2 separate regions of the Anser cygnoides genome follow, and region 2 is linked to region 1. Evidence: chromatin contacts called from public Hi-C data. All regions are on one chromosome and are shown on one strand. Each heading gives the region's core, a stretch centred on a gene start, on an enhancer-like site or on the middle of the called end of the contact. The rest is flanking DNA. Distances are from core to core; before and after follow the strand shown. Region 1 holds the start of PSEN1 (presenilin 1). Region 2 holds the start of LOC106040707 (acyl-coenzyme A thioesterase 5-like).

Region 1 (7,402 bases), core at 3,754-6,253:
GCAGACCTAGTACGTAGGTTTCTGCACACTTGTGGAACATTTTGCTCTTTCTCTGTGGTAAAAGCAGTTCTACGTGAGGGAGCACTTACCCCTCTCAGGCACAGAAATACAAAAACTAAAATCAAAATCTACAATTTTGCAATGAAAACATAAAAAACACCCAAAGAAAAAGCCTGATTAACTAAGCACATCACTACAGACAAACTGCAAAATTTAACACAAAGAAAAACTGAAGAAATTAGACCAGTGCGTGCCACTCTGTTTCCTGCACTAGTTAGGAACAAAGACACAATCACAAAATGTCTTTACATATTAAAGCACAGTGCATGAAAATCAGAACAGCATCAAGAAATACTGTAAGATATTGTAAGAATTAATCTCTCACTTAAAAATAGAAAAAAGTTGTACTGTTCAGTCTAGTGAACTAAAGTGTAGCTAAACGTGACATGCATGTGCCCCTCTGCTTAAAAGAACAAAGTACACTCATATCCTACCTGATCAGTATTAAAGAGAGCAGAGGCCATGGACTCTTGCTGAAGTGGAAGCAAAGGAACAGACTCTTCACTTTCCTCAGACATAGTTAAAAGTGAAAATTCTGAAGCTAAAAAGTCAGTAACACCTGTTGTAACACCGTAAGCAAACGTAAGTTATGAACTACGCGCTTTCAGGTGAATAAGCAACATCAAAAGCAACTGATAGGTTTCTTTCCTATCAGGAAAATAGTTAATAGCAAACCCAGAGCAAAGCCCCTGAATCAACAGATAAAAAAACCCAGCACATTTGATAAAATATTTTTACCTATTGAATACAAATTGATGTATTATTAGCGGACCCTGACAGTGGGCATAGGCTTCTTTGTCAGTTCTCACATACACCATTTATGTTTAAAGGTTGTTATACAGTGACAGGGCACTGAAGACTGGGCTGAACTCTTGCTATGTAACCAGAAGAGACTGCAAACCACGCTAGTGATTAGTGATTTCTCATGCTGAATGCTAGCTGACAGAAGCTAGGTATTACCTATGCAGGAAAGAATCTTCATACCTCTGTTCAAAAACAGCGGACATACGTAGGGGAGAAGAATCACTACACCTAAGTACTGAAGCTACCCCTAGAATTACACTTGAAAGAAAAAGCAGTAGAACAGTCTGTCAGTGAGAAGTAAATAAAACAGTCTGTCCCCCATTGCTGGGAAGTAGCACCGGTAAGCTTTCTGCAAGGACAGTGAGCCCAGAGCTAATCATAGAGCTCTGCCTTTTTAATCCGGCAGAAGCGTTCAATAAAGGTTAAGCTCCCACCTGTCCAAGATGAAACTTTTTTCATTCCCTCTGAAGTAAAAGCATAAAGTACGCAGCAGGAAAGTTTCCACTTTTTTTTTTTTATTTTTAGCAACAGTTTCTATAATCAGTAAGGTCTTAAATCAGTCTAACTTCTAAATTCCAAAGATAATTTTCAAATGTTCTGTATTTTTGCTTTTTAGCAGAACGTTGACCTGAGATAAATACAAGAATTTTTCAAAATTCTATTTAACCTGTTGGATTGCATAGTGGAATTAGAACAGAGATCAAAACATTGTCTTCAATCACTGCTATAAACACAGCTACTAGTGGCTCAATCTCCCAGGAGCATTTCTATGTCATAAGGAAACCTGATACTCAACAGTTATTACAGGAACAAAGAACTGGGCATGACAAATCCAAGAGCCTGAGCACCACACCCAAGTAGACCAACTAAACTTGGTTTTATCAAAACACAAGCGCTAAAATAAGCATAGTATTAGCAATAATTACACAATTACCTCTTTCTAAGGAATGATTTAGGGTTTGGGTTTTTTCCCCCCACCGCAAACCTCAAGAACTCTGTGAACACCCCGACAATTATTCAAAATTAGGACAAGACAGTGCTGCTCCTTCTGCACAGGAGTAGTACGCTGGTAACAACAATGACAAAACCCAAGCTCTACCTAGACTAAAATTAACTCCATGACTGAACCCCCTGAATCAAGCAGACCAGGGCTGGAGTTCAAAAAATCACCTGGAAATCAAAGTTTGTTATGGGAATATCCCCCCTCATTTTTTTTATTTTTTTTATTTTTTTCTAGAGGGCCTAGTCACTCCAGCATCCCTTTAAACAGGGAGAAGTCTACCCATATATAAAAATGAGTTTAGGAATTTAGATAATTTACAGAGTATTTCTTTCAGCACTGCTTATCACAACAGTCAGATGGAGAAATCTACTCCCGAACAGATTTCTATAGTTCTGAAGTGTATTTTCATCCACGCTGGTTATTCATCCCAATTTAACTGCTATCGGGTAAGAAAATTGTTTATTACATACGGTGTTGCTGAGGTGGTTATCAGGGAAGTTTTCTGTCAGCTGCCCATGCTGAAACTGGGGTAAATGTGCAGACAGTTCTGTCATTGAGGCTGTCCTCTGGAAATCACTTGTTTCTACACAAAATGGATCTTTCCTCTTGAGATGCTGGAAGGAAAAATATGTGTGAATAGTCTTTTTTCTTTTATGAGCAAATTCACTACCCCCTCCCTACCCAAATTCTTAGAGTTCACACAGATAGATAACCAAAGATAACCATTTTCTCTCTTCACAAGGATACCAAACTGTATCACGTGTTTACTGAGAGGTCATAACAGGGATTTTCCAGCACAAAAATAAGAGTGTCTGGGTGTTATCAAAATAGTTCATCAACCACGGAAGTCAGTCAGCAACAAACCAAAGATTCAAACAGTTCTCCATTCCGTCTTGTGCAATAAATGAGAAGTACTGTGCACTTGCTCAGAGCACACTTTGTATGTCTTTATCTCAGAGTCCAATTCCTCCAAGTCGTTTATTTTTGGATGAACAAGCGCAATCTTCAAGCAAGGATGATAAAGTTACACTTCATTGTTTAAAATCTGGACATGACATATGCTTACCGCTGTAATACCCAAAAAGGGACCTAGAGCTATACAAAACAGTATTTCAGCTGAGCCTCAAGAACTAATATGCATTCCCCTAGCAGTAGGTTTTATGTATGAGCTAAATGTACCTAAAATTCCTTATGCTTTAATAGCTTCAAGTGTCCTTACACAAAAAAGTTGCTTACTAATATTTTCCTAAGCAAACGTGAATAAACCAGAACTAAGCAGCTGCTCTGTAACAAAGGAGAATAAACAATTATAGGAGAAAAAGGAAGAAGAGTGATGTAAGCGTGGGTTTCAGAAAAAAAAAGTAGTTTAAAGAAACAATGAGTAGACCTGCATAAATCACTGGCTTGGTTGCACAAAACGCAGCGAGCTGAATTAACAGCCACTGCTGCTAAGAGGGAAGTGCCAGTCCCCACTTCCACGCCAAGATGCTCCTGCTCCTACCTTGTGCCAACTCCAGCACTCATCAGTCCTCTCTGCAGTACGTTTAACTCAATAAAATGGAAGAAAGCAAACCCAGGAAAAGAACACAATCTTCTTGTGCTGTTGTACATTCAACCAGTGTTTGGAGGGATCTAAAAAAACATATTAATGAAGGACATGCAGACACTGCACAAAGCAAGGCCTCTCACTTTTGACAGCAACAAGCCACGAGACAGCATCTTACTTAAAACAGGAGGTAAGCTCAGTTTCATACATACAAAGATGCAGAAGCTGTTTCTTCACTGACAAATAAGTAAGTCTCTTACAAGATTAGTTTGCAGTGCTTACTAACTTCTGCAGGGATGCAGCTTACGCTGAAGGGCCATTAGGAGGCAACACCAATTTAACAGGTCTAGTGGGAGCATCCTACCGGTCTGGAAAGGCAACATAGCATTCGCTAGGAGAATGGCTCTCTTCTGTGCTTCTAATTAAAAACAGAGCGTCTAGTTTAAAACATAATGAAATGTAAGACTAAAAGAAAATAAATAGATATTACGTTGCTCTTATTTTAAAGTTTTTGCTCTAATTCTTTAGTTGGACTACAGAACATACACGATGCTGCTTTAAGTCTGCCATCTGTGAAAACCCTCAGTGACAGGGCAGCTACAGAGAAAAAAGTTCAAGTATTTTTTATCCAAATGTGGATTAGCAAAATGAGACTTCCCCACAGCATCATATCAAAATCCTAAATAAACTGGGCAAAAAAAAATCGAAAAAGAAAACAACAACAAGAAATGCCACCACAGGATCCTGCTTAAAGGCTGGTAAAGAAAACCACCACAAACCCATCCAACGAAACCAGGAACTGAGGGGCTGAGAGAAAGTGAGGAGTGCCTGAGGTAACTGACACGACAGGAACACTGCAGCTTCAATAGCAGTGTCTTAGAGATGTCAAAAACTATAGTATGCTAAAATGATCCCTTCTTAAAACTCAAGAACTCAGAAATTGCATTCAGGACATCTTCAAACACTTTTTTTTTTTTTTAATGAATTAATGCCCCCAAGTTTGAAATTTAACTACGAACGAACAAAACCTACAAACAAGCTGCGCGTAAGCAGGAGCAAATCGAGTTTTTAACCACCTTTACCTCAGAAGAGACTCTCGAAAACATTTAATTCTCTAACGAAGCTGTGATTTAAAACCAGCCTGCCTAAAGAAGTTCCTTCTCGCTTCCCTTCCCCTTCCCAGCGCCGCGGTTTCCCAGTGCTCATCACCCCCAGCGGCCGGCAGCCCCCCGGCCCCTCAAGCCGGCGCAGGGGCAGCACCCGCCGCCAACCGCTCGGGGGCCGCCGCCCCCCTTCTCGCCTCCCAGCACGCAACAGGCGGCCGTGAGGGGCCTCCCGAGCCGGCCCCGGCCCAACGGCCCCCGACGTGCGCGAGCCCCGGCAGCCGCCCCGCTCCCCTCCCGCCTCACGCCGCTGCCCCGACCCCGTCCCCGCCGCCGGCCGCACCTGGAGGGCGCCGCTCCCCCGCGGGCCCCGCCACCGGCTCCTCGCCGCCCCGCAGCCCGGCCCCGCTCGCTTCCGGCCCAGGCGCCGCCTTTCGCCGCCACCTCACGTCCGCCGCCCCAGGGCCGCAGCGCCGCGGCCCGCCCGCAGCGGGGGGAGCCGCCGGTTGAGGGGCGGCCTCGCGCCGCGACCGCGCCTGGACGCTGAGGGGAGTTCGGGCCGAGCCCGCCGGGCCCCGGGCGGCAGCAGCTATGGCTGGCGGTCCTGCCCCTCCGGCTGGGCTTGTTTACCTCACGGCGCGCAGGGTGCGTCCGCGCATTAATTCCTCTTCGAGGAGGCTACAGCACAGCTTGATTGCCCAGTGCAAGCTTGGCCGTCGTGATCACGGGATGCAAGTAAACGGGGGTTTCAAGGGAGAATCCCCCCCCCCCCCCCCAAGCACCCAGTCAAGTCATAAACGAGGGAGGCTGTTTCAGTATGATCCCACACTAAAAGCGTTATGAAAAAAAATGTACTTTGTACCTCAAAATACAAACACTAGTTTATTTCGTTTGTTTAAGCTACATGGCATCTTTTCCACAAAGGCAGCAGTAGAGCTGTGACTCACTCGTGGAAGAAACAGACATTTCCAACCTTGAAACTTACCTTGCTATCCCTGGAATTTGACAAGTAATCCACACCTCATTTTTGTATACACATAACCTCACCGAGTGACGAACACATACAGGAAATGCTATGGTCTGCATAATCACTACAAATGTAAAAGAGTAACGGCTATGGAGAGACCATGGTGAATTGTGCACGTTTAAAACTGCTGTATTTTATTATTCAACCACATTCTGGGAAGATCTACAGGAAAATGAGGTGGCAAAAGTATTGCACATTAGAATTGTGCAATACTATCCCTTAACTGAATACTGAATAGAACTTCAACAAAAATATCATGGGCATTCAACTGTCTCTGTTATTAATATTGTTTAGACCTAAGATGAAATGCCTATTACCAACACCTTACATTGGTTATGCTACATGACTACATACTAATTTGTAAGTTTGCATGTATGACATACTATGCTCCTGCATAAGAAAATATATAGAATATTGAGAAGTGTGACCCCAGTGTAAGCCAAGAGCTTCCGATTGTAAGTGTATCCACCTACAAGCAAGCTATGCTCCTGTAAGCAGCTATCTAGCAACTCCATTTAATAAAGGCATACAAAAAATAAATCCAATTCTTCTCTCTCTTAGTAATGGGAAAGTGCTAGTAGTGAGAAATAGAAATTAAATGGGAAACTAAACTTACAGTTTGGGGCCTTCCCCCTGTCCACATTTAGAGCCACAATGGTCTAGCTAGATGATTTTTAGTGCAGGCTCGTGTTCAGAGAGAAGACAGGAAGCCCTAAATTAGAAATGTAAAAAGACTATATGAACATGTTAAATATTCTAGGAACAAAAAAAAAAGTCTGAAAACAACAGCAGTAATATAAAAATATATCATTCTCGGTAATTAATGTTTCTTGAACAAGGTTTCTTCATTTCAGTGCATGCTAATGGAAACAGTACTTTAATGACATACCATTGCTTAGAATATGTAGTACGCAGAAGGGCAGTTGCACAGCGTGATTATGATACAACTTCAGTTACAGTATAAACCCCAAGCCCAGCTCCACGATGAAGTCCAGATCAATGACCAGCATATCTAGTTCTGTTGTGGAAACTGCTATTTTCCCCCTCTATACATTAAGTTTTGAGGTACTTAATTTCTATCATGCAATGAATCCATTGTGGCATATTGCACTGAATACACATAATTTCCAAATGGCTTGTTTTCACTATACCACTATTATTCTGTGCATTAACATACTAGCAATACTAAATTGCGTATTCAGGCAGTAAAGTGTTGTAATTTAGAGTCTTCTCCTGATTTTTTTTTTGCAACTTAATCTTGAAATAATTCTGTTCCTGTGTGTTGAAAGAAAAAATACTTAAAGGGAAGTTACTTGAAGAACCTCTCAGCAGTATGCAGATTTGTGATCTACCCTGCAGCATCACACACACACAATATATTGTTATCAATGGGAAGCAGTAACACTAATTTGAGTAATAGGTGACACCAGAGGTGATTTTTTAAAGCAACAGCTTGCATTAGAAAAGAGGAAAACCTTGTTGAAGTACTTGCAAAAACCATACAGTGTAGTGACCGTTCCTTCTTCCTTCCATTACAGATGAAAGCCTCAACTTCTATAAAATTAATTTTTTAGTATGTTGCAACAGAACATTTAACATTCCAGTTTAAGTTTTAGATGTCTTCCTCAGAGATTCCTCCTTTGGTCTCCTTAAGAAGATTACAAGCTTATGTCCAGTTCATAAATAAAAGTAGAAGATAGAAATACAGCTTTAATGTAGGGCAAAAGAAAATAAGCTGAAGTTTCATAACTTGATCTTTCCCTGAAGAATCTCAACAAGCACATCAGGCAACCTGTCTCACAGTAGCATTACAAGGCATCTGCTGTCTTTTGCCTGTTTAAATACTAATTATGACAGAG
Region 2 (7,440 bases), core at 3,643-6,142, 220 kb before region 1:
CAGAGCTTCAAAGGTGTCAAACACACCAGCGTCAGAAACACTGACCTTATTCATATCGAAACGCAGCCCGGGCAGTGTCATCTCACCATAGTGGAGGTCAGCAACTGTGTTCGAACTACAGCCAGAGATACAGACTGCAGCCACTACCTCTGGCAGGAAGGTGATCATGGAGAGCGCTAGTTCTGCCCCCTTCCCAGTCCCAATCACTCCAACTCCTGGCCCCTTCACCTTCGGATAAGATAGTAGGGTGGGGAAGAGAGGAAGGAAGGAATAAAGAAATTATGCATTAGAAAAGGATTAGCCATTAAATGCCTTTGGACTTGTGCTATTAAAAAAATAATAATAATTATAGATGTGGCCTGTTGGAAAGCTACAGCCTGGATCCAGACTCCTCCCTCTGCTCAAGGGTCTTACTTTTTCAGAGAGAGCAACAAGTGTCAAACCCCATCAAGTAACACTGGTGCCATGTTTGTGCTAGACACAAGTACAATCAGCTGGACCTCACCTATTGCACATTTTGGTGCAAGTATTTTCTTTTTCCCAAAACAGGTAGCAGGAAATTCAAGTACAGACTATTGCTATATAAGCATCTTTATCACCACTGCTCCTGTTTGAAGGCTGTTTCAGCACTTCATTGCCCTAACGATCAAGAATTATCTAGTTTCCAGTGTGAACTTATTTAATGGCCTGTTTGTGCCAGAAGAAATTCACTCTCTGTGGAGATACGCATGGCTGCCTATGCAAGACCTACGCTTTTTCCATTACTTGGCCTAAACCTGCCAAGCATAAGGTGACACTCCAAGAAAATCACAGCCACCCCTTGGGCACGACTACCAAGTCTTTCCTAGTTCCTTGTCTGGAGAGATCTCTCATTACACTCACCTTTGGGTGACGCTGTAGAAATCTAGCTGCCTCCTCAAAGTACTCGAGGTTAAACTCTTTCATGACCTTGGGCAGATCTTCAAAGTCAAAATATGGCAGAGAAAGAGCAGCAAAACCATGGGTAGCCAGGAGACTGGATCTAAATTCAATCAAACCTCCTTCATCACCATACATGTCAATCACTCCTGGGAAGGGGCCATCCCCTGGATTAAGAGGAACAGAGGACAAGTTATCAACAAGACACTAAAAAGTATCTAGTTAGGAGTGAAAAACAAAATATAAAAGGCATAAGACACGTTCTATTCCTAGAACTTCACTACTGCCCCATTTGCACAGCTGAGATTACAGAATTAGTGCTGTATTCCACTTTAGCTATTTCAAACTAAGAACAGATCCTCAGCTTCCTCTTAAAATATGTATGCAGCTAAACGTGTTTTTTTTTTTTTTTTAAATCTAAATGTATTTCTCAATGGTCTTAACCTCCCACCCTTGGAACAATCATACTCTAAATCTGCTATTCTCCAACCAAGAAGTCATACTGTAATTAGCAAGTGCAAGCGCATTGCTAATGAGGCAGTAGCACAGAGGCCTAGAAATAAATTCAATAAAACTTATGCAAACTCTGAAATCAGGTACATTAAGAAAAGAACAGTGGAGACACCCACTGCTGGATGCAATCAGCTGAACTTCCTAGCTCTATCTCAGCATCAACGGTGTAAGAGCTGGCAGCAGACCTGCTATTGCATGTGTGAAAAGACAGGGTAAAACTGACAGGGTGCGGTTACGTGTGTGCAACCGATGCACAGATAAACGCGCATATACATGTGTACCATCAGTCCTGCAAAGCTTCAGAAATATTGAGAACCACAACCTTGAGCAAGCATGCTTTGCAGCCAAGGTTGTGTTGTGTTATTGCTGTCTGTTGTGCTAGTAGATTTTAGGTTAAAGGCTCTGGGAACCATAAAGACCCTGAGTAATTCTATTATTATTTTTTGTCTGGCCACCAGATGTCACCACTGATGCATTCAGATAGAATGGAAATAGAATAGCTCGGCAGAAAAGGTACCTGCTTGTGCAAAAGTGCATTAACTCTCTGTCCTCGTCTATATGCAACAAAGACAACACCTGTGACATTTCAAGGTGCTTGAGAAAAGGAAGTTTTGGAAAAGAAATGCTAGATGGAAACCTCCTAACAAAGCATTAGAAAGTCAGAAAGGCACTGAAACGTGCTTTTGGGTTCTTTTTCTTTCAGTTCTAAAATTCTTCATTGAAATTCAATATTCTGTGTGAGAGAAGACCAGTACAGATAAATTTCTCATAATGCCACGATCAGTAGTAACCTATAGTTAAGAACACTCAGCCTAGATGGCTAGGAAAAAAAAAAAGTACTCTATCACACCTATGTGGAAAGCTTTCTAGCAAGTACATTTGATAAAAGCACAGTCAAGCCTTGAAAGAGTCTTCTTGAGAGAGAGAAACACAACTTCAACTTACAGAAGGATCCTCGACTGCCTTCCTGAGTGCCTACACATGTACATGTATAGATTCTGCATCATTCACTAAGAAGTAGGATGAAATGCTAGACAACTTTACTGATGCTTAAAAAAAAACCCTACAGCCTGTAACTTTTGTGCCTGAAATGTGAAATCCCTTTCACATTATAATTACAGTGTAAGCCCGCTTCTGTAATCTCACTTTTACTGAGGACAGTTGACCTTTACGATTCCTGTCTTAACAATCCCTGAAGCAAAGAAAGATATGGTGGTAATGCTGTAACTGGATCCTCCATCAAGAAGGATGCCAGCATCATTTAAGCAATAATCCCAGACTTTTTTTCATAACATTACAACATCAAACTTTGTAAAGGGATACATGCAGTTCCAGCTTGCAGATTTCTGGATTCCCACTGAGCTCAGCAGAAATTCAGCTCACTCTCTAAGACGGGACATATCAAAATAACCACGTCTCAGTGTTAGAAATTCCAGAATGCTGACTAAACATTTGATCCAAAATTCAAAGTTCAATCTATGCTGTTTTCTTCTTCTTCGGTGGACTTTGGATCTGTATCTAAATGGATAAAAAAAGATTATTGGTTTGGAAATCATTCACTGAGAAGATTTAAATCCCTAATAATTGTAGTGGTACTTGCAGGATTTGGAGAACTAATGTATTATAAGTTAGAGACAATACGGACTGCAGTTGTAGTAGAACAACACCAAGGAGAATACGGAAGTTTAAATCATGGCTCAAGTGTTCAAACGCTGTCATCAGTGTAAGGTTTCATTTTCCAGCAACAGTAGCAGGCCATTGGAATATCACACCTCATAAAACACAGCCATCCCACAAGCAGAACAGGTAGAACTCGTCCAGAAGTCTGTTTTGCATTTGTACCACAGAACAAATGAACTAATTAAACTATTAACTTGGCTTCGGCTCTGGCGTAGCAGAGGTGGAATACTTCTATTTCCCAGAATCTGCCCTGCTGCTCTGCTCATTGGCATGTATGTGTTTCTCAGGGAGGAAAAAGGGCTTTTAAATTAGATGCCACTCAGGGTGAAAGCAGTGGGAGATTTACCAGAGGCTCACAAGGTGAAGCCTATCAGCTTTTCTGAGTATTATGCATTCTGTAGTTCGGAACAAACATGGAACGTAGTGCAAACCCTTGACTGCGAGCGGCAGCGTGCCAAACCCTACAAGCACTGTTCCCATTTCGCTTTCTGCCCCATGACAGCCACCTGCCCGAGCCTGGCCTGCCGGGAGGACGGCGCAGAGCCCCCAGACGCCGTCGCGTCCCCGGGAGATCTCGGGGAAGAGCCACGAGGCCCGTTCGGCCCCGCTCCGGGACGGGGATTTGCCTGGGCCCGGCCGGGCAAGCCGCGGGGTCCCGAGGAGCACTCACCCGGCGGCAGGAAGAGGGAGCCCCTCACGCCTCCCTCCTTCAGCCGGATCCTCCGCACGCCGGGGGCCGTGAACCACCGCTCCACCTCGGCCTTGGCCATCACCGGCCCGTGGATGGCGCCGGGCTGGCTGTGGCCCTGGTGGACCAGCATCTCCACCTTCATCGGCGTGCCGGTGCTGCGGGGGACGAGCCGCTGGTACGGCCTCTCCATGCCGGCGGGGGCGAGGCTCCAGAAGAGCCCCATGGGCTCCACGCCCGTGTAGTCCCCGCCGTGCGAGGCGTCCGTGCCCAGGTGCAGCTGCCCGCGGCCGTCCGCCCGGTAGTGCGCGCACGACTGGAAGAGGCAGCCGCGCTCGTCCGCCACCACGGCCCGCAGGGTCACCGGCTGCCCCGGGGCCAGCCCCGCCACGCGGGTGTCCACCCGCTCGTCCGCCAGCCCGGCGGCGGGGGTCACGGCCACGCTCACGGCCCGGCGGCGGGGCGCGGGGGGCGGCGGCGGGGCGCGGCACAGGGCCCGCAGCGGGGCCGAGGCGGCGGCCGCCGCTCTCCACATGACGGCGGCGGCGGCTGGGCCGAGGGCCGCTGCGCCAACGGCAATAACGGCCGGGCGGCCGCCGCCCCCGCCAGGCAGCCTCAATCGAGAGCTGAGGCCTCCCCCCCCCCGGGGCCGGCCTCCCCCCGGGCCGGCCTCGCCTCGCCCCCGCCGCCCGCCCCGCGGAGCCCGAGGGGTGCCCGGAGCCCGCCCCGGCCCTGCCCGCTCGCAGCCAGGCAGGCAGGCAGGGAGGCAGGCAGGGAGGCAGGCAGGGAGGCAGCCCGAGCTCACGGCTCGCTTTAATGAGTGACAGAAATACAGCCGGTGCGCACCGCGAGGGGCGGCCCGTTCGTTACACGCGCGCGGCTCGGAGCTGTGAGGCGCTGACCCGGTAACAACCTGTGCGAAGGCACCAGCGCCTCCCTTCCTCCGGGCGAGTGTGCCTGGCAGCCGATCGCTACTCACCATCCCCGCTCTTCCCCTCTTCTCAGAGAAAACCCAAGGGAAGGCGGGAGGGCGTTACGGCCTTGCCGAGACGCTACCACAGCCCCACAGCCCTGTGCACAAAGGGACAGGCAGCCCTGCTGAGGTGACCACATGCAGGCCCAGGTGTCACCACCAACAGGTCCACGCCAGTTCTGCTGCTTTCCCTTATGCTTCTGAATGTTCCAAAACCACGAAGTTCTCTCATTTCTACTGGATATACCCAGAATATTCTGTCAGGCTATGGGCTGTTGTCATCTATAAATTAGTTAATTTGTTATTTCAGGATGCTGGCACAGTATTGCCACACTTGTAAGTGAAAACCATATTAACACTAGATCTCAAAATTGACAGTGTTAAGGCAGATGCATACGTTTTGGTGATGTGGGAGAGGAGAAAAGAACAGTAAAATAGAAGGAAGTGCACATGGAGAAAGAGAAGATTACTGGAGGTAGGCAGAAAGAAGAGCTGCTTCTAGAAAGAATAGTGCAAGAAACCATCTCTGGTAAGGACGATGGCATCCAACACACTTCCTCTAAGGAAGCCCTGCAAGGTAAATTTTCATCCCATTTCTCAGCTCAGCTTAGTTACCTCCCACTTAAACTCATATTCAAAACAGACCCAGCCTTGCCACCATCATTTTTCCACAGCTTGGAAACCCATACCACGTACAGTAAGGAGGTCAAGACATCCCTGAGGTTAGAAGACACTGTGAAAAGAAGCAGCTCTCATGGCTCTCACTCACTATCTTCCTCAAAGAAACTCAACAGCTTATTTTCTGATGTTTTTTTGCTCTCACTCAGAGCCATATAACAAAACAAATCTGAAACACCAGCATCTTCCTCTGGAAAGTAACCTAACTCACATCACAGCTTATTTGTTGTTCCAGATGGCTTGCCATTGAGGTGCCTGTGGAAGAAGGCTTGGATCTGCTGCCAGGCACCTTTCTGTGCCTCGGAGTGTGCCTTGGGCTCCCCTCCCCACATCACAGGCTTGCCAACTAGCAGGTGCATTGAGGCTGCGCACATTGGGAAAAAGGGGGGTTCGATATAATGCCCTGCTCCAGGATAACAGACTATCTCAGGCTTTTCCTTCCCATGTGCCTGCAAATGTTTGCTCCCCTCAACTGCAAAGAATTCACTTTTCCAGTTGTGATCATCCTGGCCAACAATGAACAAAAAGCGACACTCGGCCTTCTCCAAAGGGATAAAGCTTTGGCGGTCAGGCCCTTCTAACGGGTTGTTCAGTACATCGACAATATCAACAATCCCAGACTTGTTGATCTTGATGCGTTTTCTGTCGGCACCGAGGGGGGGAATGGTGATATCCTTGTAGCGGAGCACTGCGCCCACATTCGCCACCGAGCCATTGATCACAGCGGTGGCCGTGATGCCCTTCAGGAATGAGGCCATGGAGAGGCACAGGTCACCCCCCTTCGAGAATCCAAGCAGCCCAACCCCTGGGCCTTTCACCTGGATGGGAGAGAACGAGAAACCACAATCAATAAACCACCGCTTGCTATTTCTTTGAAGTGCTGCCATGTTCGCAGCAGTCTTTGTTCTGAATTTGGACCCCAGATAGAGGCATCTAAGGTCCTGTGTGCAAGGCCCATGTCTGAAGGACCTCGGAGCACTGCTCTGTGTTTGATTTATTACCACAAGCCCTGCTGACACTGCAGCAGCATCCTAACAGAGGACACTGGAAGATGGTTAGTGAATATCTCAATTGCTCCAACATCCAAAGACCCTCTGGGCTAAAAAGGCTCTGAGACAGCACTAAAATTTAATACCTTCTGTACCTTAGCACCAGCATGACAGGCTCCACACCCACTGTCTTTGAAGCACAGAAAAGGGGGAAATTAGAAAATACAGCTCAAACTTTGCAAAACGTTGAAAACATGGTGGCAGGTATCAGTGAAGGTGTTAATGAGAGGCTAAGATACTGTTGCCAGGGGGAGATAAAAAAAAAAAAGTAGTTTTTGGGCAGAGGAGTAGCAAAAGCAGTTAGGGTTAAGGCAGCTGAAAGGCAACCAAGGCCTTTAACAATTACTCATCTTTCTGAGGCTGAGGAAGGTATTTATTTTGAGCTCTCCAGTGAGGCAAGACACTGCCTTGTGCAATTCTAGCCATGGCTGTGTACAGCTATTTGGAAGAAGACGCAGAACTAAGCAGGGCTCTCTTCCAAGAGGTGCCATCTTGATGCAGACCTAAGCAGAGCTCGCTCTCTTCCAAGAGGTGCCAGCTCAGGAACCCTGATCCCTGAGTTCACAGCCAGCTACTAAAAGCCACACACCACATACCACCATTTGGAGTGACTACAACAGCTTATTACAATACACAGCAACAAATGTGTATTTATGGACTTCTTAAGCCCTGGATCACAGAGGCGTATCACATGCTCCAAGGCTGAAACGGACATTTAGTTCTCAAGGACATTTTACAGAGCGTAAACCTCAAAGCCCTGTTGGAAGCCTGATAAGCCTCAAGGCTCCTGGTTCCCTAGTTACAACACTGGGCTGAATGAAGCAGAAATTACCAGTATGTGACCCACATGTCATTGTGTCACCCGACCAGTTCAGAAGAACAGGAATAATCTGCCAGAGAATCGCTGTAATGGGAGTTAAAGATATGAAAGGAACTATTTA

The links. Hi-C and Micro-C count contacts between places; a contact is called where the count stands out from the background.
Region 2: a contact with region 1 is called in a Hi-C map of liver, with 2.4 times the contacts expected there. The contact joins the promoter of LOC106040707 here to the promoter of PSEN1 in region 1. A contact is called at or near these places in 2 of 7 Hi-C or Micro-C datasets (both in liver).

What each region holds. Positions count from the first base shown.
Region 1 is chr5:31,412,788-31,420,189 of Taihu_goose_T2T_genome, reverse strand. It overlaps PSEN1 (presenilin 1), which reads right to left and starts at 5,003. Exons shown (of 11, transcript XM_066998699.1): 1 at 4,860-5,003; 2 at 2,338-2,481. The coding sequence starts at 2,421.
Region 2 is chr5:31,632,219-31,639,658 of Taihu_goose_T2T_genome, reverse strand. It overlaps LOC106040707 (acyl-coenzyme A thioesterase 5-like), which reads right to left and starts at 4,892. Exons shown (of 4, transcript XM_013188782.3): 1 at 3,782-4,892; 2 at 883-1,085; 3 at 1-228. The coding sequence starts at 4,781. LOC136786302 (acyl-coenzyme A thioesterase 1-like) reads right to left here. Exons shown (of 3, transcript XM_066998715.1): 3 at 5,568-6,268. The coding sequence ends at 5,663.